Linked DNA regions of Gossypium hirsutum: all the other regions are linked to region 1. Evidence: chromatin contacts called from public Hi-C data. All regions are on one chromosome and are shown on one strand. The core of a region is the stretch at or near the end of the contact, and the rest is flanking DNA. Distances in the headings are between cores, read along the strand shown. Region 1 holds the start of LOC107886705 (major pollen allergen Ole e 1). Region 2 holds the start of LOC107886712 (protein DETOXIFICATION 12). Region 3 holds the start of LOC107886698 (pyruvate dehydrogenase E1 component subunit beta-1, mitochondrial).

Region 1 (4,252 bases), core at 1,491-3,990:
AATCTCTAAAGTTCAGAATGTTCTTATTGAGTCCCAAACTATCAATATTGCTCCAATTAGGTCCTTCCATCAACCATTTTGTTAACTTTTCTATCATATATCTATTAGTGATACATGCCACACGAAAAAGGATTATATGAAATAGTGATTCCACGTCATCTTTATCCTTTTCCAATAAGAGAATGACAAATCAGATTTTTATATTTATGAATACAAATAAAAATAAAAAATTATATCATAATTAAATTAATTTTATATTTATGATTAATTATAATTTTATTGCTCTTAATTTTTATTTTATATACATAAATACAAAAATAAATAAAATTTTATATTCCATAAATAATTTAAGTTTTACAAAATTATTTTATTCATAAATGAAAAAAGTAAATAAAAGAAAGCAGAAAAAATTAATTTTATAAAATTAATATAATTATAATTAATTATAAATTTTCAAAGTTATTTAATTCTAACATAAATAATTATTTATTTCTATTTTTATCTATAATATATATATATAAGCATGAATTTGAAAAAAAATTAAATTGATGATAATACACTTTATTGTTAATTATATTTTTAAATTGACATTAAAATAATATCACTATTATTATGTGATAATAATAATAATAAAAGTAATATGAATTAAATATGAATTAATATGGTAGTTTAGTAATGTGAAAGTAATTAATTTCATCGTATCTTTTAAAAGTTGTACTAAAAAATTAAGATAATATATTATTAATTAAAAAAATTAAAAATATATATAATTATTAAATATAATTAGATAAATTAAAAATAATAAAAAATATAAGTTTTTTAATTAAACAAATATAAATTCTATATATATATATGATAATTAATCGTTTTAAAATTAATTTTTATAAATAATAAAAATTAAATATGTGAGATTAATATTATATATAAAGATAATATTAATATATTGGTTACCTAATCTATAATGTATAAGTTTATTTATTTATTAATAGTGTTTTCATTATCAATGTAATAGTTATTATCACTTAATTAAATTTTGGGCCCATATTAAATTGCACTTATTATTTTTGATTAATTATCAATCAATTAGTGTTACAATTATAAATTATAATAATATTTAGCTTATAAATATATGCATTAACAATGGCATTTTAATTTAAAATAACATCTGAATTATTGAAAGAAATTATATTTTAACATTATTTATTATATTTTGTTTTCATCAACAAAAATTGCATATTTTTTTATTATTTGAGGTGTTTAGTTATTATTATTATTTGATATTTGATAGTTTTACTATTATTTAATTTTAAGAATATTTTTGTCGACTGAGTCTTAGCTTGGTTAACATTGGTATTGTGGTCAGTGCAAGAGTATGTAGGTTTGCGTGTGTTGGAGTACATTTATCCTCCAATATATATAAGGGTTAGGGGGTTATGGGTAATAATGTTTACATAATTATGAATGTTGTTTATCATTGTGCCATGAAATATTATATCAAAGGCAATGAAGTATTAAAGTAATGGCTATCAATTGAGTATTAACTCGATTGACATAGATATTGTTGTCAATATAGGAGGACATGAGTTCGAGTACGCTAAAGTGCAATTATCTTTCCATTTAAGAGTTGGAGAGCGACTATAAATAATTCTAAATATTATATTAAAAAAACGTAATGGCTATCCATTGTTTTCCATTTTTTTTATTTTCTTTACTTTTAAAATGTTGTTTTATTCTTTCATTTATTTTTCAAAATTAATAGAGTTCTAGTATAAATTAAAACAATTCTCATTTAATTAATAAACACATATTTTTAAAAAATTATAAAATATATAATTTAATAACTTTAAAAAATAAATACCTAAAATCATGTGTAATACACATCAACTAATTTATAAAGGAGTAATCAACAAAAAGAATATAAAGATAAAAAAAAAAAAACAATGTGTGCCTACTAGATGGTAACGTGTGTCACTAATAGAGATGTAACATAAAAGTTAACGAATGGACCTGATTGGAACGGTATGATGGTTTGAGGACTTATTTAAAACATTTTCAAATTTAAATACCAATTTAAAATCAGACCCATAGTTCAGGGACGTTTGGTGCAATAAACTCAATTGGTGCGTGCTCCTAAGTTGTAACAAGTGTCTATCGAGTTCTAGCCAAGATATTGCGAAGCTTCATGATCCGGTTGCTCTTTTTATCTTGTTATTTACACAAAAAGTCCAAGAGTCTCCTCCAAATTAACAACATTCTTATAAGGGCCATAGATTTTAATGATTGAAAATAAGAGAATTTGAAGGTAGAAAAGTGAAATATTATCCCAGTCCGGCTTGTGGGGGTTGTTGAGGACAATTACTCGTGCTCGGACAAATCATATGCCCAAAAATGGGCAGAGACTGCTGCGTATGGGTTGAGCGACTGGTAATAAATTACTCACAACCACAAGTAGAAACAGAGGAAAGCAGGAACTGATACAGAAGTGAACATCAAAAAAGTCCAATGTTCTCATTACATTAATGTGTAGTTGATGACTTGGATTAGAGCTTTCTGTAATTATCGAGGAAAAGACAGAACCCCAAATCAATGTCCTGTCGATTGTCAAATCTGCTACAGAGTAGCAACCTCACTGTCTTTCCAAATTTTATCACATCCAGCCAAGAAGGCTCTTCACATGTCTTTGTTTTTAGTGATTAGATAATAATAATAATAATAAAAACATTTTCAGCTCCTTGCTTTACAGTTGGTCTGGTCCTAACACCAACCACTCACGGGCTGATAGTTACTTGGATACTGCCCATATTTTCTTAAGTCTTACGCTACAGTAAACTGAAATGCTTTCTACTTCAAACAGGTATAAGTGTTGAACTAGAGAAGCCCTAGTGGAAGCTTCTTTTCACTTCTCTCATGTTTGCTAGCTGCCATGGATCCAATCATTCGCCTTCTTCTTCTTCTAGCATCCTCTTTCATGCATCTATTTTCCGCAACAGCTCAACCCCCAAATCCAATCTCTCGGATCACAGTAGTGGGCGTTGTTTTCTGTGATTCCTGTTCAAGCAACACTTTGTCTAGGCACAGCTACTTCTTGCCAGGTAAAAGAGACTAGTATACAACCCCAAACACTGGTCTAATTCATCAAGGAACAGACACACACATACATATAATATATTTGTGATATTTAAAGTTGCCTTTGATTTTACTAGGTGCTGAAGTCAACATTGAATGCAAGTTTAAAGCACAATCACCAAAAACTACAGAGCAAATGAGCGTCTCAGTCAACAGAACTACAGATAAATATGGGGTGTACAAGCTAGAAATACCGCATGTTGACGGGGTTGACTGTGTGGAAGGTTTGGCCATTGAGTCATTATGCCAGGCAAGTTTAGTAGGGAGCAAATCCAAAGCATGCGATGTACCAGGTTTGAAGACATCCACAAATCAGATAACTGTCAAATCAAAACAAGATAATCTGTGCATCTACAGCTTGAATGCACTGAGTTACAGGCCTTCCAAGAGAAATGCCACCTTGTGTAGAAATCACAAACAGTGGTAAAAATATTATGGAAGTTATTTGTTAAAAGTTAGATCGTATTTTATTTTTATTTTTTAAAAATAAGTAAATTATATTTTTATATATTAAATTGAAGGATAAATTAATTTTTTGTTAATAATTTTATTTATTTTTAATATTAAAAATTAATTATTATAAGTCAAAGTACATTCAATTAATTATTCAGTCAATTATATTAATTTTTAATAATAATAATATATGAAAATTTTAATAAAAAATTAGTTCAGTTTTTGGTCTAATATACAAAAACATATTTACTTAATTTAAAAAAAAATTAACTCCTAGGTAATTTTACGCCTGAAGAGCTGTCCCCAACTTCTTTTAACTCCTTTCCTTTCCCAAAATTTGGATTCCCTTAGCCATTTCCCTCGTTACCTCCCCTTCCATCATTCCCACTCCCTCCCCTGCCACCTTTGCCATCATGGCCCTTTCCTCGCTTGCCCTATCCCATTCCACATCCCAATCCACCATCTTTGCCTTTCCCTTTCTCCCCTCACCCTCCCTTCCGTCCTAGCCCATCTCATTTTGTTCCACCCCCTCCACCTGCATTTAATCTAGGAGATCCTACTACTTGGCTACCAGCTCCTCCTTCCCCACCTGGCTTTAATCTGGGAGACCCAACAACCTGGATATCTTACGTTCCCCGCTCCCCTCCAAGCTTCCCCCAGACCCAAACACCCT
Region 2 (4,218 bases), core at 1,232-3,731, 270 kb after region 1:
ATAAAAAATATTAATGATTTAAAATTTGAAATTTTATATAAAAATATATTAAGTTATAAAAAAATTATTTATTTTATTGTCCATTTAAACATAGCCTAAATCAATGCTTTTCATTTTTTTTTTCATTTAACCTCCAATCATATATATTAAAGGGATAATTTCATATTTGATACCTGCACTTTTAAAAAAAAATCCAATGTAATATCTATACCTTGAAAATGTCCAATGTGGTATATGAACTATCAATGTGTCTTATTATTTTTAATGGAAATTTCTTTAGAGAATAAGACCATTTACTTAAATAGAGAATGATTTAAATAAAATTAACACCAAGTACTATAATAAAACACATATTGATAGTTTTGGTAGCACATTGGACATTTCTAATGTACATATATCATATTAAACATTTTATGAAAATACAAATACCATAATAAAATATATATTGATAGCTCAAATATTACATTAAATATTTTTAAAATATACGTGACACGTTAAACATTTAATGAAATACAGACATTATTCCTATATTAAAAGTAAGGTTTTAGCAAAGAAGGAAACAAGCTTAGATGGCTTAGTTAAAACTACAAGAAGTAAACATTTTACTTAATGAAATGTAACTACATTTCATGTCACTTAATTTAGCATCAATTTTCTTATAAATAATTAATATTTAATTTTAATCAAATTACATCATCCAATTTTTTTATTAACAAAATAAATCAAGTAATTTCATAAAATAATTAGCTAGAAAACATACGTGACATGAAATCTCAAATTTGATCACATAAGTCACAGTTTTTATAAAATTATATTGTTAATAATAGAAATTTGATGATATAGTTTAATGAAATTAAAAGTTTTTGACTTATATAAAAACTGATGTTAGGTTCAATGACCTATAATGTAATTTACCCAAGCAATTCAAAATTACCTATAAAATACATTCACAATCACTAAATTAAAAAAAAAAATCATCTAATCTCTTTTTAATTAAAAGGAAGATTGAATCATGGAGAAGAGGAAGAAGAAGAATTAAAAAATATCAGGAGTTTTTATAATTTTAAAGGTTTTATTTTTAATTTATTTTATTAAATAAATTTTTTTATTTATGATTAAATATCATGCTTAATTAATTGATTCCAACCAACTTTTAACCAAGCAAATGGTTACATCAAAAGACAATGAAATAAGATTAATTAGCACATTTGACAAAAAAAAAACCCCACTTAAGGAAATTATTCTTAATTCTATGTTTTTAAAATAAATAATTAAAATTACATTAGTTTATTATAATGGTTTTTTTTAAGACAATGTCTAAAATTATTTAGTCTCTTTTTAACTAATAAATAGGAAGATAATATTCTTATATCGGCAACAATGTCCATGTTAATCGAGTTAAAACCCAATCAATTATTAAATTATATATTTTAAATAAGTTAAATAGGGTCTTTTATTTCAAAAAAAATTAATTTTTTTTATTTTTAATTTCATAATTGATTGGTGTAATATTTTAAAACAAAAAAAAATACTCTATGTAATTAAAAAATTAATATTAAAATTCACTTGAATTTAAAATTTTAAAAATAAAAAATAAATTTTTAAAAATAAAAATATTCTGAGTTTAAAGCTAATATTTATAAAATTTGAAGATATTACTACACCAAAACCCAAAATCTGTAATAACTAAAACCCAAATTTAGAGTAGAATCTAATTTCTATTCCAATTTTCAAATCAATCCCATACTGCGCATATCTGCAAGTGAGTCCTCCAAACTATTAAAGTAACGAATCATCATCCCTATCCCGCCACCTTTACCCTCCATTCTAAAATGAAATTTCTCTAATCTAATTTTTGAAGCTTCAGTCTCTGATCCATGTTGATTCAACTCCGCTTCCCATTTGACTCCTCCTAAGAACTGAAATTCATTGTGTTGCTTTATTATTATTTCTCCCCCAAATCTTTTCTATTTGTTTTTCACTTTTTAGGGCAATTATATTTTCAATCATTATCTATATCAATTAAAAATAAAAAAGTTCAGCTTTTTGGGCTTTAAAGAACAGCGGTGAGTTAATATTAACTGAGTTCTATTCTGATAAAACACTTTTTTTTAAAATAAAAACCAATGAGTTAATAAGGTTAGTCTAAAAAAATATTTCAAAATTCATATTCGGATGAAAAAGAAGAAAGTTTAAACACATTCATAAACAAATCTATTTATTACCTGCATTTTTGGATCAGTTTATTGTAATTAAATTCTGAATTTTTTTAAATTAAGTTGATATCAAGTAAACACTAAAGAGAATGTAGATAATATAAAGAAAATTCATAAACCCCGCAGGGATTATTACTAATTTAGTCTAAAGCAAGTTAAGGCAGTAGCAGAAGTCAGGGTCGTAGTTTGCAGTCAGTCTACGTGCAGTGTTCCAATTTGTTGTTTGTTTGTTTGCAGTAACAAATGCATGTCATACTCACGTGAGGGGATGCGTCCTCTCAAGTTTTGCTTTCGTTGGCATATATAACTTTTCCTACCAAAAGCCAACCTCTTTCATCTTTCCCTTGTCTCCCGCATTTTCGTAAGTGAGCGACGCTGTTCAAGCTTAAAGAGAGAAGGGCATCATGGTAGACTCGCTGAAGAACAGCATGGAAGAGAATTTGATTCCCAAGTTGGAGAACGAGGAGAAAAGTAATCGGCGGCTAAGTTGGGCTGCTTTCGTTGAAGAAATAAAAAGGGTGGGTTACCTTGCAGGGCCTATGGTAGCCGTGACTTTATCACAGTACCTATTGCAAGTTATATCAACGATGATGGTGGGTCATCTGGGTGAGCTTGCTCTCTCTAGCTCTGCCATTGCCATATCTCTCGCCGGAGTCACCGGTTTTAGTCTTCTTGTAAGTCAATTTGCACTTTTCTTTCTACTTTAAATAAAGTTAATATTGACTGTATATTAACATGGTGTTGTGCATTGTCGTATTGATAGTGACGTTTTAAATAATCTTATTGTCAAATTTTACGTCTCTTTGTTTGTATCTTCTCTTATTCTAATTGGTTCTGAACATCCACCGAATTTCTTCACACTTTTCAATCTTCCTACTGTTTTGGGTGGCTATTCAACACCAAAATTAGATATTTCCTCGTTTAAGATGGTTGTATCCAATTCAAAGTAGGATACTGTCAACCTAACCATGGTTCATATAGAGTTTGGTCATCTGGAAATTGACGTCAATCTAACCAATGATTTTAGTCAAGTGGAAATTTTTGTCATATCATTTGCATTTAGATTGTCTCTTTGTGGTTGGATCTGTTGACTCCCAATCACATGCTTTCAGTCTATATTTTTATATTTATAAGCCTTTATTTAATGGTTCTGGACCTTTCGGGATTACTGTTAAATATGACTCCTATTTTCAGTTAAATTTGAAAAATAGTCTTTCAATTAAACTCTGTTTATTTGTTTCAATCAAACACTGATTAGTTTAGATTATTTTATTATTATTTGATCTATGAATTTAGCCTATAAATAGGCTTTTTTACAACCTTAGAAAATACACCCATTAGAGATTAGAACTCATAACACATTTAGAGAATTTTGTGTTTACATTTTGTGGGTTCTTTGTTTTTGGGTTTTAGTTTTTATTTTCATCTTTTGTACTCTTCGTTCTTTTGCCATTATAGTAAAATTATCTTTGCCCGTGATTTTTTATCCTCTTTGGAAGGGTTTTTCCACGTTAAATTTGTGTGTTCAATTTCTCAATTTATTCTGTTATTTTCTTGTTCGTTACTTAATCGGGTTAAAATCATAACAAGTGGTATCAGAGCTAGTTCAATTTTCATAGATCAGCCCGTTTAGAGATGGCAACAACAAGGTTTGAAATTGAGAAGTTCGATGGTGAGACAAATTTCAATCTGTGGCAAGTTCGGATGATGGCAATTCTAGTTCAATCAGGCTTGAAAAAGGTTGTTATCGGGAAAAAGCCTGAGAATCTAAATAAAACAGAATGGGAAGAGCTTGATGAAAAGGCTTTATCTGCAATCCAGTTGTGCCTCACGAATACGGTATTGTAAAAGGTATTGATGGAGAAGACCTCATCTGCCTTGTGGAAAAGGTTAGAAACTCTTTATGCGACTAAGTCTCTGGCTAACCGTTTAGTGTTGAAACAACGTCTATTTAGGTTTCGCATGAACAAAGGTGAGCTTCTTAGAGATCACATCAGTCAAT
Region 3 (4,626 bases), core at 1,943-4,442, 280 kb before region 1:
ATACCTGAGAGTGTTGGGCACCTACACCAGCAGCAGCACCGTTAGGTCCTCTAAAAACAATGGGTACAGACATCTGGCCAGCAGACATGTAGTTGGACTTTGCAGCAGAGTTAATAATGTGGTCAATCGCCTGCAACAAAATCCAGAAACAGATCAAAGAAATGTTTACACCAGAATAAGATCCTGTAAACAGATTTAAGGGTAACCAAAGTCATTTAACTTGCTTACCACCACTGAAAGATCAATAATAATTGAGCTTCAAATTAGTGAAATTCTGTCATACAGTATTGACCAAATTTACATATTGGGAAAACACCATCAGGGGCGGATGGTAATAGAAGCAAGTGGAGGCCTTGGCCCAAAAAATTCTAGAAAAATTTCATCATTCCCTTAAAAGTTTTTGAAATTTTCAATTTAGTCCCTCCCAAATATCTTGGAAATTTTCTTTAAGCCCTTAAATTTTTTAAAATTTTAATTAAACCTCAAATTTTTTTGAAAATTCTCATTAAATCCTCTAGATTTTTTGAAAATTTAAATTAGGCCCCCTCAAAACTTAATGCCTAAATCCACCATTGAACACCATACAGATGTCCAAGACAGTCGAAAAAGGCATCAAACTTGTACTCTTGAACATTAGAATGTAAGATCTAAGCAGGAGGGAAATCAAATCATGGTTTCAAAAGCTAAGACTTCTTTCACAGAAAATGGCTACCCCAAGAACTCCAAGGATCCCATATTTCTTTAAATACGTTAACTTGTCTTAACACCAGGTCTTTGATGATTACCGAGCAGATAATCACCAGAAAGAATTGCAAAATCAAACAAGAACTGAGAACAATTTATTGCTAAACAAACTTGTATTTTGATAAACATAATTTGGAGCCATTAACCAGAACTGTAAGGATAAGGACCAATTACAGATAAGAGGATAACAAGCAGTTTCAACATATTATACCATCATTTTCCTTCATATTTTTCGTTTGTAACCTACAACCACATCAATTTAGAATTTAATTTATTGCAACATCTTGTTTAATATAGAAAGAGAAGATCAAGGTAACACATACATTAATACAGTATCCTTAGTTATTCAGCCAATATATGTTGTCAGAATGTCAGTTTTCAGGAAAACAAGCATATCTCATTCATACTAACTTCTAAGATTTCAAGAGCACATTACGGTAACAACATTAACTTCATTGTCTTCAAAAGAAAACGCAAATGATGATATATTATTTCTACTTGTTCATTTAGAAGCCATTTAAAATTTTATCAATATTGTAACACAATAAACTAATAAAAGCGTAAAGAAGCAGAGATTCAAAACATAACCCTCTAACCTGCATGGAGAAGTTAAATGTCATAAACTCAACTACGGGCTTCAGACCATAGTAAGCCGCACCAACCCCAATCCCAGCAAAACCAGCCTGTGAAACAAGAAATAAACAACCGTGAAGAGAAAACAGTGAAAAATATACTAAAAAAATCAGTAAACACAGATATAATAAGCATGTGAGATCAATGATTCGATAAAATAATAATGAAATTAAGAAAAACAATAATTAAGCATGAGCATGGGCATGTCAAGAATAATAACCTCAGTAATTGGAGTATCAAGAACCCTCTCAGGTCCATACTTCTCCAAAAGCCCCTTGGATATCTAAAAGAGATGGAAATAAAAGCCAATCCTCAGACAGATGTAAAATGGCTTGTATTGCCTTTACAATACATGGAAAAATAAGAATTTTATTCTTAACGCCAACCTTGTATGCACCCTGATATTCTCCAACCTGCATTTAAAAAGAAATTAAAAAGCATAAGCTTGGACATAAAAACAAAATGAACAGCCAAGATTATGATTATTAAAAATAGTTCCTGTTGAACACTTTCTCACCTCTTCACCCATTAAAAAGACTTTCGGATCAGCTGACATTTCCTCATCAAGAGCAGAGTTCAATGCCTCTCTCACTGTCATCTGTGCATAATTGTCATTACACACCAAAAAATGAAAAATCAATAATCCTTGAAACCTAAGCCTTGCCTTTAGCAGAGACTAATTAATCACAAAAGCCATTTATCATTAACAGAAAGAAAATGCAGACCATTTACATACACACAAAATTGCAAGCATAACCATATCTACGTGCATGCGCAAACTCACGAGATGCGGGTCTCAATTCTGATTTTATGAATTGAAGCAAGTAACCTCCAGAGCAGCTCATAAGATTAAACACAGCTACTCTATAGCGTACGAGTTAACACTTGCAGTATGCATATCTAATAGCATTAAATCAGCAATAATTTTAGAAATACAAAAAGGAAATAAGAGGTGAAAAGAATTACCTGTTTTGCTGCTGATGAGTAACTTCGTAACACCGATATTGCAGGACGAATCTTCAGCAATGACTGCCCTAACATCTGAATAAGCAAGAAAAGTCATGAATTAGAAAAATGAACATTTTTCTAGAAAGTAGACTGTCATATTTACTGAAAGTTTAAATAAAGGTATATGAGAGAGCAGGACAGTTCCCAGAACTCACTTTTTGCCTTACTATTCCCAACATCTTTCCTCCTTAACGTTCTTTTCTCTGATGAATAAAACAACGACATATTACATTAACTGCAAAGCTAATCCCGGTCTCATAAAACTAAAAGAAGCAGAAAAGTTTAATTTGAGCACTGATTTGCGTAAAAAAGCCTTTCCAACTCACTAGCTGAGGATTTTCTATTCTAAAAAATATAAATCAGAGACCTCATTGCTAATAAACGATTCATCAAAAAAAGAATAAACGATCGTATTTATACAAACCGAGAAACAAAATCCAGAAATCTAGATCAGAACAAAATAAAAAGAGGCAGGAAAGTGGGAAACAAACGGTAAAGGATGAAGAACAAATCAGATCAAGGACATAAGACGAACGTACCTGCTTTTTGGAATAACGTTGAAAATTTTCTTAGGAATGAATCGGCAGGGAGATGGCTGAAAATGAAAAGGGGGAGTTCAGCTCAGCTAGTACATCTACTACGTTAAAATAAATATGAAATTTTATTGTCTTCCACTTTTTCCCCCTTTTTTTATTCCTTTTTCTTCTTTTTTTTTTTATTCCTTTTTTTTAAATAAAAAAATTGAACATTTTGTAGCGGTCAAAGTGATTTTAAGGGTCAGGATTCAAGCATAGCTCAGCTGTGGGACAACAAACGGGCGGTTCATTGTTAATGGGAAGAAAAGACGTATTTAACGCTTTTATTTTTGTTTATATTGTTAGAGAAAAGTCAGGGATATTTGGGTCACTGCAGTACAAGGTGGAAGGTAGCGGGCATTTTTGGCAGAGAAGGGTTGGTGGGTCAAAAAAAGACACTTTTTTTTTTATGGTATTTGGTAAATTCTGTTATACTGATGATTGAATGAAATTCATCACTCTCTTACTAAATAATTTAATTTAATCTTTATATTATTAAATAATTTTTTATTTAAAAATTAATATTTATTATGAATATCTTATTAAGTTTATTAAGTAGATGTCCGTCATGATTAAGATAAAATTTTAATATACTTTAAATTTTAATTTTAATAGTTATTAGAATTATATTTTTACTTATTTTATATTTATTATGTTTATAAATAGAGATGCTAATGAAACATTGTAATTATTCCTATTGATCAATAAAATATCCTCTCTTTTGTTCTTCTATTTTCTTTGTTCTTTACTTTTTCACTATTTATTTTATAACAATATTTATTTAATAGAGATATGTTTTAAAGGTGTTTTATAATTTCATAAATGAAATTTTATTTAAATGGTAAATCTATTTAAATGGAATTTCAGATTTTATTTTTTTTACTTTTTTATTATTTAAAAATAAAGTCACGTTTGATATATATATTTGAAAGTTCTAGGCAGGTCAAATTAAATCAAATTATTTCATTATCACATCTAATATATATTTTATAGTTAGTTTTTTAGCAAACAAGGAAATTTTGAGTTCTGAGTCAGTTCTCAGCTTTTCAAGTATCACAAGTAATTGACTGACATGATCATATTTTATCCAAACATGCCATAAGAATTTTGTTTAGCAATCCTTTAATTGCTAGCAAATTTTCAATAATCATTTCAGTTATGGAATTTTTATTTACATTAATGGCTTATATAACATATGTATTAAACAAATTTTGTTGGTAGACCTACTAATTTTCAGTAAATGCCCAATATAAATTGCTCTAACCTTGCTTGAATTTAGGTTTATTTTTTATAATAATGTTATTACTTTTAATAAAATTTATATAATTAAAACTTAATTAGTTAAATATTAATATAACAATTAAAACCCTGCATTTTCATTATATTCTTATAAAATTTTAATTATATGAATTTTATAATATAAAAATTCTAATAAATTAGAATATTGAAAAATTGGTAAAAAAAATCAAAATAATGATTGAGTACTAAGTAATAGGAAAAGGCAAATAAAAAATAGTTACCAATTAAACAAAAAATAAGTAATCATGTACATGTATTGTTATGGAAAGTTTGTATTTCAACTTATTTTAATAGAAATTTATATTAATTGGTAATTGCTGTAAAATCTTGGATTAATGCATATTTATTTTACCATAATTAATGATAT

Evidence for each region. A called contact is a pair of places that touch in the nucleus more often than the background predicts.
Region 2: a Hi-C map of seedling shows a contact between it and region 1, with 5 times the contacts expected there. The contact joins the promoter of LOC107886712 here to the promoter of LOC107886705 in region 1. A contact is called at or near these places in 2 of 34 Hi-C or Micro-C datasets (leaf and seedling).
Region 3: a Hi-C map of leaf shows a contact between it and region 1, with 2.0 times the contacts expected there. The contact joins the promoter of LOC107886698 here to the promoter of LOC107886705 in region 1. A contact is called at or near these places in 2 of 34 Hi-C or Micro-C datasets (both in leaf).

What each region holds. Positions count from the first base shown.
Region 1 is chrA03:103,950,557-103,954,808 of Gossypium_hirsutum_v2.1, reverse strand. It overlaps LOC107886705 (major pollen allergen Ole e 1), which reads left to right and starts at 2,740. Exons shown (of 2, transcript XM_016810755.2): 1 at 2,740-3,092; 2 at 3,204-3,634. The coding sequence starts at 2,924. The coding sequence ends at 3,553.
Region 2 is chrA03:103,683,997-103,688,214 of Gossypium_hirsutum_v2.1, reverse strand. It overlaps LOC107886712 (protein DETOXIFICATION 12), which reads left to right and starts at 2,481. Exons shown (of 7, transcript XM_016810761.2): 1 at 2,481-2,890. The coding sequence starts at 2,621.
Region 3 is chrA03:104,226,340-104,230,965 of Gossypium_hirsutum_v2.1, reverse strand. LOC107886698 (pyruvate dehydrogenase E1 component subunit beta-1, mitochondrial) reads right to left here and starts at 3,192. Exons shown (of 16, transcript XM_016810750.2): 1 at 2,925-3,192; 2 at 2,541-2,588; 3 at 2,344-2,418; 4 at 1,895-1,975; 5 at 1,764-1,790; 6 at 1,598-1,660; 7 at 1,341-1,427; 8 at 5-130. The coding sequence starts at 2,564.